Linked DNA regions of Mus musculus: regions 1, 2, 3 and 5 are each linked to region 4. A link is a contact called in public HiChIP or PLAC-seq and promoter capture Hi-C data. All regions are on one chromosome and are shown on one strand. Each heading gives the region's core, a stretch centred on a gene start, on an enhancer-like site or on the middle of the called end of the contact. The rest is flanking DNA. Distances are from core to core; before and after follow the strand shown.

Region 1 (2,700 bases), core at 122-2,621, 1.0 Mb before region 4:
AGAATCCTGTAGTTTCTCAGACCACGAGGCTAAATGTCTCAGCTGGTCTTCAGCTTATGCTGGAATCCCTAAAAAGTAAGGTTCTGATGCCAGTGAAGGAATGGACATGCTAGCAAGGCTAGGGCAAGCAGGCAGGAGCAGAAGCTTCCTCGTCCAGCTCTAGCAAAGCCTGTAGCCTAGATTAGAGCTGATTCAAGGTTTGGTTCAAAGGCCTGGGACTCCCTACCTCAAAGGTCCAGACCTGAAGCAGAATCACCGACTCCAAAGCAAGCAAAAAGTTCTCACAGGTATGTCCTCCATTCCCAGATTTGATTTCATGACTAACAGAGTCAAGTTGACAACCAGAAAAATAATCATCACAGGACTCAAGAAGAAATTTGGAGGTGGGAACTGAAGTAGAGGTCATGGGGAAATACTGCATGTTCACTCTCCCTTTTTATACAGCCTAGGCCTATCTACCTAAGTATGCATTAATACAGTAGATTGGAAACCCCCCCCCCCCCACACACACACATCATTCTTTAATCCAAAAATATTCTACAGTCTTGCCTATAGCCAATCTAATGGAGGCATTTCTAAGTTGAGTTCCCTTCTCTCAGATGACCCCCACTAACATCAAGTCGACAAAAGGCCAACCAGTACCGGAGCGAAAGCCTCTTCTTTGCTTACAAGTTTTTTTCTATTTACATTATTAATTCATATATGTTGCTTTCTGCTCTTGGCTTGGTTTATAGTAATAATGTTCAATACCCAGAAGTAGTCCAAGTAAAGCCTGTAAGAAGAGACATTTGCAAAAGCATATGTCTTTATCAAACGTGTTTTAAAATATTATTTCTTCAGACAAAGCTTTAACATATTTGTACAGGTTTCTTTCAAACCTGGGGCTCAATCAACATTTTAAATCTTAACTTTCAAAAAATATAGGTGCAAAAGTCCATTTGCCTCATCTCAGATTCTTAAGTTGGCACTCATTATTGGCACTGTCCTCTCCTGACCGGGTAACCTTCTCTGTTTGGGGTCATGGGTTTTCCTTTCCCTACACTGAGTCTGGGATGTCCAGAGCCAATCTGTAGCGCTATTTTATGTGAAACAGTAGAAGCCCACTGAGTACACGACAAAGCGAGTGCGTGCACTAAAATCCCAGAAGGCGTCGTGCTTAAATGCAAGGATCCCACATATTTACTCCAAACGGAACGTCTGGGTTAAGATTGGGTGTTGCTCTATCTTTTTTTTTTTTTTTTTTTTCCCCATTTGCGTCAAGTATGGGAGAGGTTGTTGATCCTGCTACTCACGAATAAGAAGGCGGGTCCAGCATCTTTCGCCAATCAGAGCCGCTGTTACTTCCTTGCTGGAACTGTCAAATGAGGAACACGGATGTTCTGAAGTTTCTGCCCCTGGCTCCATTTTTGAATCCCGTGTAGCTTTTGTGAGGTGTTGTGACAGCTGGTTTCAGTCAGTGCCACCTATTTTGTCGGCAGGCTCTTCCGAAGGACCCCCGCATGCGTCCGAAGCTGGAAATGGTGAGTACACGGTTGCTCCCGGAGTCGTGGGCCGCGGCTTTGACGTAGCCTGGCGCAGCTTGGCACCGCCGACCCGACGTTCCTCTGGCGCTGTGCTGCAGTTCGAGGTGGAGCTTGGCACCGGCGGAGCCAGGAGTCGGAGGCTCCTCCTGCCCTGTCGCTGTAAAACTGCTTTATCCCAGTCCCTTGGCTATCATGGGGAATGAGCTCGGTGGTCCTGCACCCTGCAGACTTTGCAGCGCTCACGGGTTGGTGATGCGGTCTGGTCAGTGTAGTGAAAGGACGTGGGTGTTGAGCGTTACTGCTGGTCTGACCTTGCACTTGCGTTTGGCCTGCTTTATTGTTTTCTGAGGTCTCCTTGATTTTGTATTAGTTTTGCTCTAGGCTGCTTCTCCAAAGAGAAGGAATATGTAATGTGCTTTTGGTGGCAGTGGTGCTGGTGAGTTTTTGATTGGTTGATTTCTTTGTTTTTCAGACAGGGTTTCTCAGTAGCCCTGGCTACCCTGGAACTCACTTGGTAGACCAGGCTGGCTTCGAACTCAGAGATTCTCCTGCCTCTGCCTGTAATGTGTGTTTGTTTGTCTTCTTTCCTTTCTTGGAACTCATTACGTAGACCAGGCCTACCTTGAACTCAAGAGATCTGCCTGCTTCTGCTTCCTGAGAACTGCAGTTTAGATGCGAGCACCATCATGCCCTACAAGGTGGGCTCCTTAATTAGTATTTACCAAGATTACAGTCCTCTAGAAAAATATTAACATCTTCGGTTGTTTCCTTTGCCCTTATGTAAATCGTTTTTCTAGACAGTGTAATTTGCGACTAGGGAAAGTGTGGACAGGGGCCATCTGGGAGAAAAACATACGTGTCTTCTATCTTCTGGATGAGGTATTTTTTTGAGAGTTGGTTTGAGTGCACAAAACATTTCAAATTTTATTAGTGTTGTTCATGTGTGGTGAGCCAATCTTTGGGCTCCCGTGCCATAGTATATACTGTGCAGGTCAAAGGACTCCCTTGTGGGGTTGGAGTTGGTTCTCCTGTCCATTCCCTGGGTTCAGGGATCAAACACAGGTCACAACGCATGCTTGACGACTGCTTTTGCCTGTTGACTCATTTCTTCGGCTTCATTTATTTTTACTTTTACTTTTATTTTAAAACCGGGTTTCATAGATCCCTGGCTATCATG
Region 2 (2,700 bases), core at 138-2,637, 1.3 Mb before region 4:
TATGTGTACACATGTGTGTACAGGTGGCCATGCTAGTAGTGAATGTTTTTCTTCCTCAGTCTCTCTACCTTAGATTTTGAGATAGGTGCTTTCACTAAACCTGGCCTCACTGTTGAAGCTAGACTGGTGGGCCAGTGGATTGCTTTCCCATTCCCTTCCTAGATGTGCGTGCCCCACAACCCCAGCTTTTTTTTTTTCCCCCCTTGGGTGACTGAGGATCTGAGCTCGGGTATTAATGCTTATTTATTTACCTGCTGAGCCATCTTATCCCTCTTTGAATTTTATAAAATGAATGTATTCATCTTTATTAAATCCAAACCATGGGGTTTTTATTTGTTTCATTGTTTGTTTTTGTGGTGGTGGCGGAAAAGATTGAACCCAGGGCTTTGTGCCTACAAGATTGCCACTATACTTTTTTTTTCTATAGAAGGATATTTTATTAACTGCCAAATATTATTTGCCTCCTTGACTGTGTGTGTATTTGGGGAACAGTGTTAAAATATCTGAAATTAGTTCTTTGCTGTGTATCCCAGGGTAATTTATAACTCATGATCCTCCTGCCTTAGCTGCCTGAGTGTGTAGATTAAAGGCAGCTCTTTTAGACCTTTTCCTTTTGGAAGAATACAGCATATTTGAGACTCTGAGGAAAGCATGGTCAGGTATAAGTCAGTTCTTACGTGTTAATGGTAAATTGAAGAGGCAGGCTTCAGGAATTGGGTCACGCTGTAAAGATGGCTCAGTGGTTGGGAGTGCTTTTTGCTTTTCCAGAGAGGATCTGCATTTGATTTCCAGCACTCAAGCAGGAAATACACAGTGCACGTACATGTGCTGTATACCTCTATATGGACACATAGACACAGATAAGAGTAAGATAGATAGTCATGCCAGCATCAAATTTCCATAAGTCTGTTCAGGTACTGATACACAGCATTGACTGTACTTGAATGCCAACACTGGTGCCCTTGAAGGGTTTAGGGAACCTTGGATTATAGAATGATGATTTAAGACTTTGTGAAAAATCATTGATGAGTTTTACATAAGTAACACTAATTAGTAAGAGTCATGCCCATGAAGATCTTGTTTCAATCTGGCATTTTTAACTCTGGTCAGCCAATCCTTTATCCCTTACCCGTTCATTTTAGTTAAAATTGAAGATTGTTTTTAGATTTTTAGTTTTATGCTTTTTGTTTCTGAACTGTTGCTCTTCCTAGAACTCTTCTTGTTGCTGTGGTTTATTTCATTTGTTAATAATTAGAGAAATACCTTTCAAACTGTCTGTTGGTCTGCAGATTTTTGTTTGCTTTTTTTGGTGTTGGTAATGGGAGTGGCTGGTGTATACTGTGCCGTATGATAAGGTCTGCCACTCTAAGTCGTATCCAAAGACAGACTTCGAGTACACAGCAAGAGGTACCAGACTGGACTGTGACAGAGCCCTCCCTGAAGCTTTTTACTTCAGCTTTGACCTTGAGCTGCTGTAGCAATCCTGAGAATTAAGGTTACAGACCTTTACCACCACTGCTACTGTGCTTTACTGGGAGCCTTTTTTATTTTATTTGTTTAATGATTGGGGGTAGGGATTGTACTTAGGAATACTAGGCAGAAACTCTATCACTGAGCTGCACCTCAGCAGACGAGAGCCTCTGTAGTGGTGAAGGCAGCAGTTCCACTAGTTTCTGCAAGCCTACTTCTGACCTACTTCTAGCTGTAACGCTTTATGCTTTTTTCAGGATCCTGATGGTGAACATGCAAGGAGAGCAATGCAAAAGGTGATGGCTACGACTGGTGGGATGGGTATGGGACCAGGTGGCCCAGGAATGATTAATATCCCACCCAGTATCCTAAATAATCCTAACATCCCAAATGAGATTATCCATGCATTACAGGCTGGAAGACTTGGAAGCACAGTATTTGTAGCAAATGTAAGTAAATGGGAACATTCTCTAAAATAGAAAAATAGGGAGGGACGGAAATAATGTGAAAATAGTGTGCATTTAATTTTAAATAAAATGAAAACAAATTAGAAAAATGTACAAAACACTTTATATTGATTGTATCACTGTTATACGAGTAATTTAAGTTAGACTTATGGTAGATAGCTTGTTTTCATTTTAAGTAGGCCTTCTACTTTGTTCTTGTGACCACTGCATTTGTGGCTTCAGGATTCACCTCAGTCCTATTAGGGTCTTGTTTCCTAAGGCTTTCTGATGCTACAGAGGCAGTAGCTGGGTACGCGTCCTTAATTGGGGTTTATTTAGGTAAAGGGAAGAATGGATAGACCATCAATATTTTCACATTTTTTTTGTATCTAGAGTAAATGGTGATATTTTTATTCTCTGCAAGGACAAATACTTTTAGAACTGAGTGGGTTCACAAGTTAAAAGGGGGGAAAGACTTAAAAGGAGAGTGACTTTTTGGGATTTTCAAGACAGTTTCTCAGTGGTGTTGCATTGGTGGGCCTTTGGCTCAAGAGATCTACCTGCCTTTGCCTTCTCTGTGCTGAGATTAAAGGCAGGTACCACCACCATCCTGCTGACTTTTTTAAGTATGAGGGGGAAAGCTTGTTAAATGTGAGGAGACTTATTCTGTTCCATTTAAGAAGAGAGGCAATAAATAGCAGAGTTAAGGCCCAGTTTTGCAGTCCTATTTAAAAATTCAACTGAAGTTAATTTTCTTGTAAAGTCAGTCAAAGCAATCTTAATA
Region 3 (2,700 bases), core at 195-2,694, 1.3 Mb before region 4:
GACTAACTCTGGGGGGGGGGGCTCTGCCTATCTGCTTCACTATCAGCAACCCTCATCTTACCTTCCAGTGACTGTGTGGGTGGGCAGTGGGTACGGAGATGCTGTGCTAGATCACGAACACTGGGGAAACTGAGGCAGCAGCCGGGGCTAGAGCAGGGTATTTGTTTCCCTGCAGGAACGAATGGGTGTCATTACTCTCTTCCTTACTGACCTACCCAAAAGCCTTGATTACTCCCCACCCAGCCACTGTCAGAATAAACTGCCCGGAAGGGCTGGATTGGTTTAGTTCATCTCTGGAGCCACACCTGACATATTGACAAGGTGCTCAGTAAATGGTGAAGACCACCCCCCACCCCACCCCCCCACCCCCGCAATGGGATAAAAGGTGATTCCTTGTCTTGCACCATCTCAGCCCTATCAAAGGCATGTGACTCCCCAGAAAGGTCCACAGATAACCTGGCGGTGGACGGCGTCTGGGCAACCGAAGGTCCTCATTGGTCCCCACGCCTGTGTTGGTTGAGCCAGTCTGGCAACTGTCTGAGGCTGGATAGGCAACTTGCTGCAGAGGTCCTCCATGGTCCCACACTGGTGGCATGGCTGTTGGGTTAGGGCTGGGCTCCTCCACGGAGGAAAAAGTGGCTGGAGCTGCCCCATCTGGAGATGCCACCTCCTTGTCTGGCTCACCGGAGCTGGATTCTACAGTGGTCAGCGTGTCCGAGCTGGGCCTGGATGGTTCCTCCTGGTGCAAGAAGTGGCTAAAATCAGGCTGGGATCCCTAGGTCAGACAGATGCCCTTCTACTACAAAGGTCCACAAGACAGACTCCTTCAACACTCACCAGATATTACCCAGTCATTCCACTTTCTGAGTCACCAGCAAGATACGGGAGATAAGGGCAGACCGAGCTACTGTCTCCTAATTCCAATTGCAGGAGTTATCAGGGATTATGCATAAAAAAGCAGCATTAACATCCCTTCCTCAATTTTGGCAGGAGAGGCACTAGGGGCGGAGGTGTGGCCTAGAGGAGCAACTAGGAAATGCTGGAGGGCCTACAGTGGATCGTGTGATGATGGGGAATACTGGCTAAGCTAGAGCTGAGCAGATAGACGCTCTGAGCCAATACGTGTTAAATTTAGGGACTGAACTCTAGGAGAGTGGGTGTGGCCCGGCCTTCAGGGCTGGACGAAAGCTAAGTGACAGTCAGAGGCGGGCGGGGACCCGGATGTGGGGGCGGGGTCAGCTGGAGGGGGGCGCGCGGCAGGACCGTTCCCTGTCAGTCCCGCTGCTCTTCCGCGTCCGCGTGCGGGGTGCTGCGCTCACCATCCTCTACTCAGTTACACCTCTGGTTCCCGTGCCTTCGGAGGCTCTGGCTCCAGCAGGGGCGTCTTCCTCGGCGACACGGTCTCTCGCTCACATCGGCGCCATTTTCCCGCTTCTCAGATCTCGCGAGACATGGGGTGTGGCCTAATTCTGGGCGCTTCTCTAGAAGGAGGGGCCTGAGACTACACTGCAGCTCTTATACAGAAACAGAGAAGGTCTGCTTTTGATTGGTCTTAAATTTCAGAGAAAACTGACAAAAGCTCTTCCCCTCCCCACTTTTATAGCCCAGGTTGGCCTTACACAGAAGTTGACCTTGAACTTAGATGCCAATACACCAGGTTTTAGGTGGTACTGAGTATCAAACCCAGAGTTTTCATATATGCTAGGCAAACTCTCTACAAAGCAAGCCACATCCTTAGCTCTGTACACATACACGTACAAATGAATATGTATATGCACAGATGTGAGCAGGTAAGAGCGGAGGTCCAAGGTAGACATTGTCTTCCTTCATTGCTCTCCACTTCATTCACTGAGGCAACATCTCTCACTGAAGTTGGAGCTCACCAGTTCCCACCTAGCTAGCTAACTTACTTGTCAGAAGATTCCTGTGTCCACCTCCAAAGGGCCCTGATTACAGGAAGCTGCTATGCCTCACAGGGAGGGCTAGAGATCCAAACTCTTTCTCATTTACATGATTGTGGGTTTGAACCCTGGTCCCTTGTGTCTGCACAGACCCATCTTCCTAGCAAGCACCATAAAATTTTCAGCACATCCAGTGTGCAGCAAGTACGAATCTGTTGTAATAGCCCAATGTGAGAAACACTCTAACTAATGGATCTTCAGGAACAAGCAAATTCCACAGGTCGAGAGGTGTGAAAATGAATCCCAAGTGCACTACTACTGAGAGGTCGCCTGCCCACCCTACTTTCCTTAAGTGCATCCTATGTGCCAGGAACTTAGTACTGCTCTTGGGAGTCTCTAGTCAACCAAGAAAATGGAGAGACAATAAATCAACAACAGCAGAAAAATGATCTTGGATCTATCCTAGGAGATAAGAAAACAAACAAAACTGATGTGAAATGAGGAGTCAGGGAAGCCTGTCTAAGGGGGTGACTTGAGCTGTGCCTTGATGCCTACAGAAGCAGAGCACTACAGCAAGCTGGCGCAGATGTCCTGAGCTGGCAAAGAGCAAGCTCCCCTTTCGTAAGCAAGGGCGAGACCTCTGCACTATTGAAACAGAATAAAGATGTTGGTATGGAGGTCAGAAAGAGAACTTGGGTGAGTCCTGTAGGGCTTCCTTTCTTCCTTCCTTTCTTTCTTTCTTTCTTTCTTTCTTTCTTTCTTTCTTTCTTTCTTTCTTTTGTTTTGTTTTTTCGAGACA
Region 4 (2,700 bases), core at 34-2,533:
ATAAGCCTAAAAAGAATTGATAAACATTCCTTAATACCAATAGAACACCTACTTTAACATTTCTCAAAACCATAAGAAGGTACATGAATCATAGAAGCAGAGCTTGCTGTAGTTTATCCATTGTTTTATTTTTAGGGTTCTTCCAAGGATACCTCCCATGGTGACTTTCCACACAGCCAGGAGGAGCCAGGCATAGTGCTTAGAACAAGGCTGGTACTGGGTTACATTTTTCGTTTTGTGGAGCTGAGCATTGAACATAGGTTCTTATGTCAAGCATTTGCAATAATATATGATACATTGAGATATACTACTTGTATAACAAATAGCATACACATAAACAGTTATTTTTAAAGTGGTTTTTGAGAGGCAGGAGAGATGGCTCAGCAGTTAAGAGCACTAGCTGTTTTCCCAGAGGACCCAGGTTCAATTCCCAGTACCTTCATGGCAGCTCAGGGCTGTCTGAAACTCCAGTTCAGGTGATCTGACACCCTCACACAGACACGCGCAAGCAAAACACTAATACACATAAAATTTTCAAAAGCATCTTTATTTTGCAGTTGGAGAGCTCACATAAGGCCTTCTGTACATGCTAGGATAAAATGTTTTTCCACCAAGCTATATCCTTACAAACACTATTAATTGTTATGTAACGATTAATAAGAAAATAATATTTACTATTTACTTTGTGAAACTGGCCCTAATTCTTTACCCCTCCTTGAAACGGGGACTCACTGGAACCCAGAGTGGCTTAGAATTCATATAGTATAATCTGACCTCAAACTCGAGTCATTCTGTCTCAGGCTCCGGTATTCTGGGGTTACAGAAGTCAGCTACTACACATGGCCTTCTTCGTTTGTTTTAACGTTATCTCACATAACGTTTGTCAGGACCTTGTTTAGCAGTTAGATACTAATTTTCTCCTTTCAACATGGCTTTACCATTCTTGACTTCATTTCAGTGGCGGGGCGCAAGACGGTCGTCTCTGCTCACGCTGGCAAGTGTCTCGCTCGCACACACCAGGCGAGCACACGCGTGGGCTCGGACCTCTAGGTTGCATGCAGCTCCGCCCCTTCGAACCTTTCCATCTTCTCCCCTTGGCCTATTGGCGCAGGTTTTTGTTAACAGGAGGCGGAGAGTAAGGCGGGGTCGTCGGGGGTTGGCAGTATCTCCAACCACTGTCACGAAGAGGTGTAAAAATAGACAGGTAGCGAAACCAATAGGCGTGAAGTCCGAGGTTTGCAGAAGCCAATGAGATAAGGAGGCGGGGCTGGAGCGTGTGTGGAAGGACCCCAGGGATTGTTGTGGCGTCAGACGCGCAGAGTAGCGGTCTGTGTCCACGGCTCGGGTGTTCTCTGCGGCCATGAGCTACACAGGTAGGCCCAACAGGGTGAAGGCAGCGCTCTGGGCCGGGGCGTCAGGACGGGCTGAGTCATGCTAGGATCTCCTCTTGTAGTGTCGTGGTCATTGCCCTCTGTGGTCACAAAATGGCGTCTTAGGCTCTTCCCTTCGGGGTCGCATCCCTCAAGCTTCGGCTCTCACTGACCTCAGCCGGGCATCTTGGACTCTCCTGGCTACTCAAGGATTTGCTTGTGTCTTCTGTGACCGTAGGTCTTGGGCCTCAACGTTAGGTTCAGGCTTCCCGCACCTCCGTTCGTCATTCCCTGGCTAGTGCCCCACGGACACCCACGTCTAAGACGTCGCTTCTCAGGCCTGAGCTTCTGAGATCAGTCCGTTGGGGCGGCTGCTGTCGCCATTGCCTCCCTTGAGCAGTTTCTGTGCAAAACGTCGCAGACCCTTACTCATGGCACTCCCCCCACTTCATCTGGTATAAAGCGGGAGGGGGGGAGAGCCAACCTCCCCTACCTCACTCCCCCAGGGGGCGGTGAGAATCTGTAAATCTATATGAAGGCTCTGAACCGTTGCAGGGAGCTTTAGAGAGCAAGCTTGAACCCTGGTGACGAATGACTACTTTCCACTCAACTTACCGAATCAGGTGCTGAATAGACACTGAATGCTGACAAGAATTTCTTAAGCATCTTATAGGCGAGGACAGACAAAATACAATAAATATATTATTTTGGGTCTTGGGTATCCTGAAGAGATTCAGCCATTACACGGAGAGCTTTGAAGCCTCTGGGAAGGGTGACGTTTAAGAAGAGATGTAAGCAAAATAGGAAAGAGTAAAGATAGCTGTCGCTGTAAAACATACTGGGCTGGAACCGCCTACCTACTTAGATCAGTGATATTTGAGCAAAGAGGAAGGTGGGTGAGGAGCATGGTGAGGGGTGTGGAATATGCTTGAGTGACTGTAGAATCATTCTTGAGTGAGTTAGTTGCCAAGGCTCCCTGGGTTTGCCAATGAAACTTATCAGTCAGTGCCACAGACAGTGCCTCCCACTTTACTGGAGGTATTTCAGGCTTGAACTTAAGTGGTTGCTGGATAACCCACATTCTGTTTGGAATGTTTAAGGCTTTCAATGGAACCTGAGCTTTATGCCAGTCCTCCTAAGCCCCTGGGTCAAATGCTTGCCAAGAACCTTGGGATTTTTAACAACCATCCTCTAGGCCAGTGGTTCTCAACCAGGGTGATTTTGCCTGCCTCACACCTCCCAGGGGTACATTTGGCAATATCTGGAGTCCTGTTTTGTCTTATCTATATAATGTGTGTATGGGCAGGGGGGGGGTGGAGGTGGGGGACTG
Region 5 (2,700 bases), core at 119-2,618, 1.5 Mb before region 4:
TCCATCTCACTGACCCCTTTACTCAATTGTTTAAACAGGCGTTGAACTCACTCTGCAGCTCTCAGGCAGGCCTTCAACTTTCTTTTCTTTTTTTTTTTTTTTTCTTCGAGACAGCGTTTCTCTTTATAGCCCTGGCTGTCCTGGAACTCACTTTGTAGACCAGGCTGCCCTCGAACTCAGAAATCTGCCTGCCTCTGCCTGTGCTGGGATTAAAGGCATGCGCCACCACGCCCGGCGCCTTCAACTTTTAATCATCCTACCTGGACCTCTCAGGTAACTAGGATAATAGGCGCTTTTGGAAAGATTCCCTTTTGCTCCCCTAGAAACTGCAGGGAACCCAGGCCACATATCACCCTCCCAGCTCACAGCTGTCAGTTCCAGCCTTGGGAGTAAGGAGTGTGGTGGGGCAAGCCAACATTAGACTGCTACACAAGCCAATGCCTCCCGGAGTAGGGCGTGTAGCTGCCCTCATATCTCCCACACTGCCTGGCTATCAAAGTTAAATCCGGATCCCCTGCCTGAGACCCCCTCATTAGGCTGTCAGAGCTGAAGCCACACGCCCCCACACCCAGCCCTGGGACTATTTCGGGACACAGAGCTGCGATCAGTCTAGAGAGCTGTGATCAGGAGAGCTGTCATCAGGAAACCTGAAGGACAGGACACAGAGCATGCATACCCGAGGTCCTGAAGAAGTTATGTCTTACTGATAAGGCTCTAGGTGGGAGCCCTTCATGTTGGGATAGGATTCTCAAACGCAGGATGGGGGAAAGAGCTAGATGATGGCAGGACAAGGGGTCCTTGAATCATCACACACACACACACACACACACACCTCCCCAAACATACAGAACCAAGTCCGCTTAGAAAAGACAGGGCAGTTTCCTACAGGAAAAACCGCTGGGCGGTTCCATCCGCTGCTATTGTCAGTAGGTCCGGGGAGTGGGGGACATCCGTTCCTCCCTCCAACACCGTTTCCGTACCATCCGCCCACTCCACCCCACTGCAAGAAACCCATTCCCAGGTCTTCAAGCCAACTCTGGGGAAGGGTCCCCTAAGGCATCTAGGAGACTAAAATGCGCACAAGTTCCTCTGGTTAGGTCCTGGATGGCCATGTGGTGGCGATCTGCCTAATAATCTAGGGTCCCCCCTCTCCGGTCGGCTTTAAACCACCTGAGGCTCCCAATGTCCAAATGGTCACCATTACAGGACACGGCGCCCACCCCGTTGCAACGCACAGAACCCATAGAAGGGGGCTAAAAGCATCACACCCCTCCCGGACACTTGGGTCCACTGTTCCCCTCCAGGACTCGCGTGGTTGACTTTACCTGAATGAGAAGCCCCGGCAGCGCCCGCACCGCACCCGAGCCCGCCCCCTCGAAGCTCCGCACGGGTTATCAAGGCTTTCACCCCTAACTGACGGCTTTTTCAGCCAACCAGAGCACGAATCTAACCGAACTATCCAATTGTAAGACAGAGTGAGCCATCTGGGCGGGGGCAGGGTGGGGACCCGCCTGAGGGCGGGCCTACAGTAGAATCTGAGAAGATCAGAGCAGGGCAGTGGGATGCTGCTCAGCCAGCTACCTCTAAATCCTGCCTGGTTCAGGAGTAAGAAAAGAGGTTTCATTCACAGGACAGTAGGGAGCTACAGGAAAAATCTAAGCAAACTATTCTAATGGGATTTATATAACGAGTTTAATTCCTACTGTCTTGTTGAAGTCGTAAGAGCCTGGATCTTGTCCACCGCAGGAACTTTGCATATATTGTGCCACTTTAAGAAATATTATCTGGGGGCTGGTGAGATGGCTCAGTGGGTAAGAGCACCCGACTGCTCTTCCGAAGGTCCGGAGTTCAAATCCCAGCAACCACATGGTGGCTCACAACCATCTGTAACAAGATCTGATGCCCTCTTCTGGAGTGTCTGAAGACAGCTACAGTGTACTTACATATAATAAATAAATAAATCTTTAAAAAAAAAAAAAAAAAAAAAGAAATATTATCTATATGTGATACTTTCCTATATTTCTAAGTGTTCAATCTATGTGCCCCTGAAATCTATGTGCCACAAGAAAACAAAACAAAAAACAAACAGAATCCTTAGCACAGCCTTTCCCTAGTCATTATCATTGCCATAGCAATGGTTTATTAACTAAATAGCAATTTTCATTAGTAGAAAGGCAAGGTTACTATCATCACCCCTACTAGACATTTTAGGATCAGGAAACTTTTTATCCACTGCCTCAGGCATACACTAGTTACTTAATAAATGTCTGCTCTACTGGAGATATCTAACTCAATGGTACAGAACTTGTCTAGCGCACCTATCACAATAGATAGGTAGGAAGACAGACAGACAGAGACAGATAGACAGATGAAAATAATGTAAATATAATAGACACATACAGGTGTACTTATAAACATACTGAGATTATAGATCAAAAAATTGTCACAGAAATAAATTAAAATTACATTTGTGAAGGTCAGTGAGATGACTTAGCATGTAAAGGTTCTTGCTGCCAAACTTGACGATCTGTGTTTCATCCCTAGGACCATGTAATGCAAAGAAAGACCCAACTCCTACAAGTTGTCTTCAGATCTCCATAGTGTGCTATATACATCAACCTATGCACATACATACCATATATCAATAAAACTTTTTAGCTGGGCAGTGGTGGTGCACACCTTTAATCCCAGCACTTGGGA

What was found. Promoter capture Hi-C pulls out the DNA fragments that hold promoters and counts their contacts. HiChIP or PLAC-seq counts read pairs in DNA pulled down with a chosen protein or histone mark.
Region 1: a promoter capture Hi-C map of liver shows a contact between it and region 4, with 2.8 times the contacts expected there. The contact joins the promoter of Zfp101 here to the promoter of Akap8l in region 4. A contact is called at or near these places in 4 of 39 promoter capture datasets (embryonic stem cells, hippocampal neurons, liver and 1 more).
Region 2: a contact with region 4 is called in a promoter capture Hi-C map of liver, with 3 times the contacts expected there. The contact joins the enhancer-like site here to the promoter of Akap8l in region 4. A contact is called at or near these places in 3 of 39 promoter capture datasets (the 3T3-L1 cell line, hippocampal neurons and liver) and 3 of 115 datasets of contacts at active chromatin or transcription factors (astrocytes, embryonic forebrain and forebrain).
Region 3: a contact with region 4 is called in an H3K27ac HiChIP or PLAC-seq map of microglia, with 4 times the contacts expected there. The contact joins the promoter of Zfp414 here to the promoter of Akap8l in region 4. A contact is called at or near these places in 1 of 39 promoter capture datasets (hippocampal neurons) and 3 of 115 datasets of contacts at active chromatin or transcription factors (embryonic forebrain, embryonic midbrain and microglia).
Region 5: a contact with region 4 is called in a FOXA1 HiChIP or PLAC-seq map of pancreatic cancer cells. The contact joins the promoter of Kank3 here to the promoter of Akap8l in region 4. A contact is called at or near these places in 3 of 39 promoter capture datasets (the 3T3-L1 cell line, hippocampal neurons and pre-B cells), 4 of 115 datasets of contacts at active chromatin or transcription factors (astrocytes, embryonic forebrain, embryonic stem cells and 1 more) and 2 of 9 other capture datasets (adipose tissue and liver).

What each region holds. Positions count from the first base shown.
Region 1 is chr17:33,393,308-33,396,007 of GRCm38.p6, reverse strand. Zfp101 (zinc finger protein 101) reads left to right here and starts at 1,371. Exons shown (of 4, transcript NM_009542.2): 1 at 1,371-1,520. The coding sequence starts at 1,500.
Region 2 is chr17:33,665,713-33,668,412 of GRCm38.p6, reverse strand. Hnrnpm (heterogeneous nuclear ribonucleoprotein M) reads left to right here. Exons shown (of 16, transcript NM_029804.3): 6 at 1,728-1,919. Among named protein-coding and RNA genes, the nearest start is that of Hnrnpm, 18 kb to the left of the region's middle. Within about 2 kb of position 1,387, at least 4 of the 459 cell types and tissues checked have an H3K27ac peak or open chromatin away from gene starts, as enhancers often do. A contact at or near this core is called in liver, where this site is marked.
Region 3 is chr17:33,627,836-33,630,535 of GRCm38.p6, reverse strand. It overlaps Zfp414 (zinc finger protein 414), which reads right to left and starts at 1,444. Exons shown (of 6, transcript NM_026712.3): 1 at 1,320-1,444; 2 at 457-739; 3 at 62-169. The coding sequence starts at 1,322.
Region 4 is chr17:32,349,160-32,351,859 of GRCm38.p6, reverse strand. It overlaps Akap8l (A kinase (PRKA) anchor protein 8-like), which reads left to right and starts at 1,283. Exons shown (of 14, transcript NM_017476.2): 1 at 1,283-1,373. The coding sequence starts at 1,361.
Region 5 is chr17:33,809,191-33,811,890 of GRCm38.p6, reverse strand. Kank3 (KN motif and ankyrin repeat domains 3) reads right to left here and starts at 1,368. Exons shown (of 11, transcript NM_030697.3): 1 at 1,326-1,368.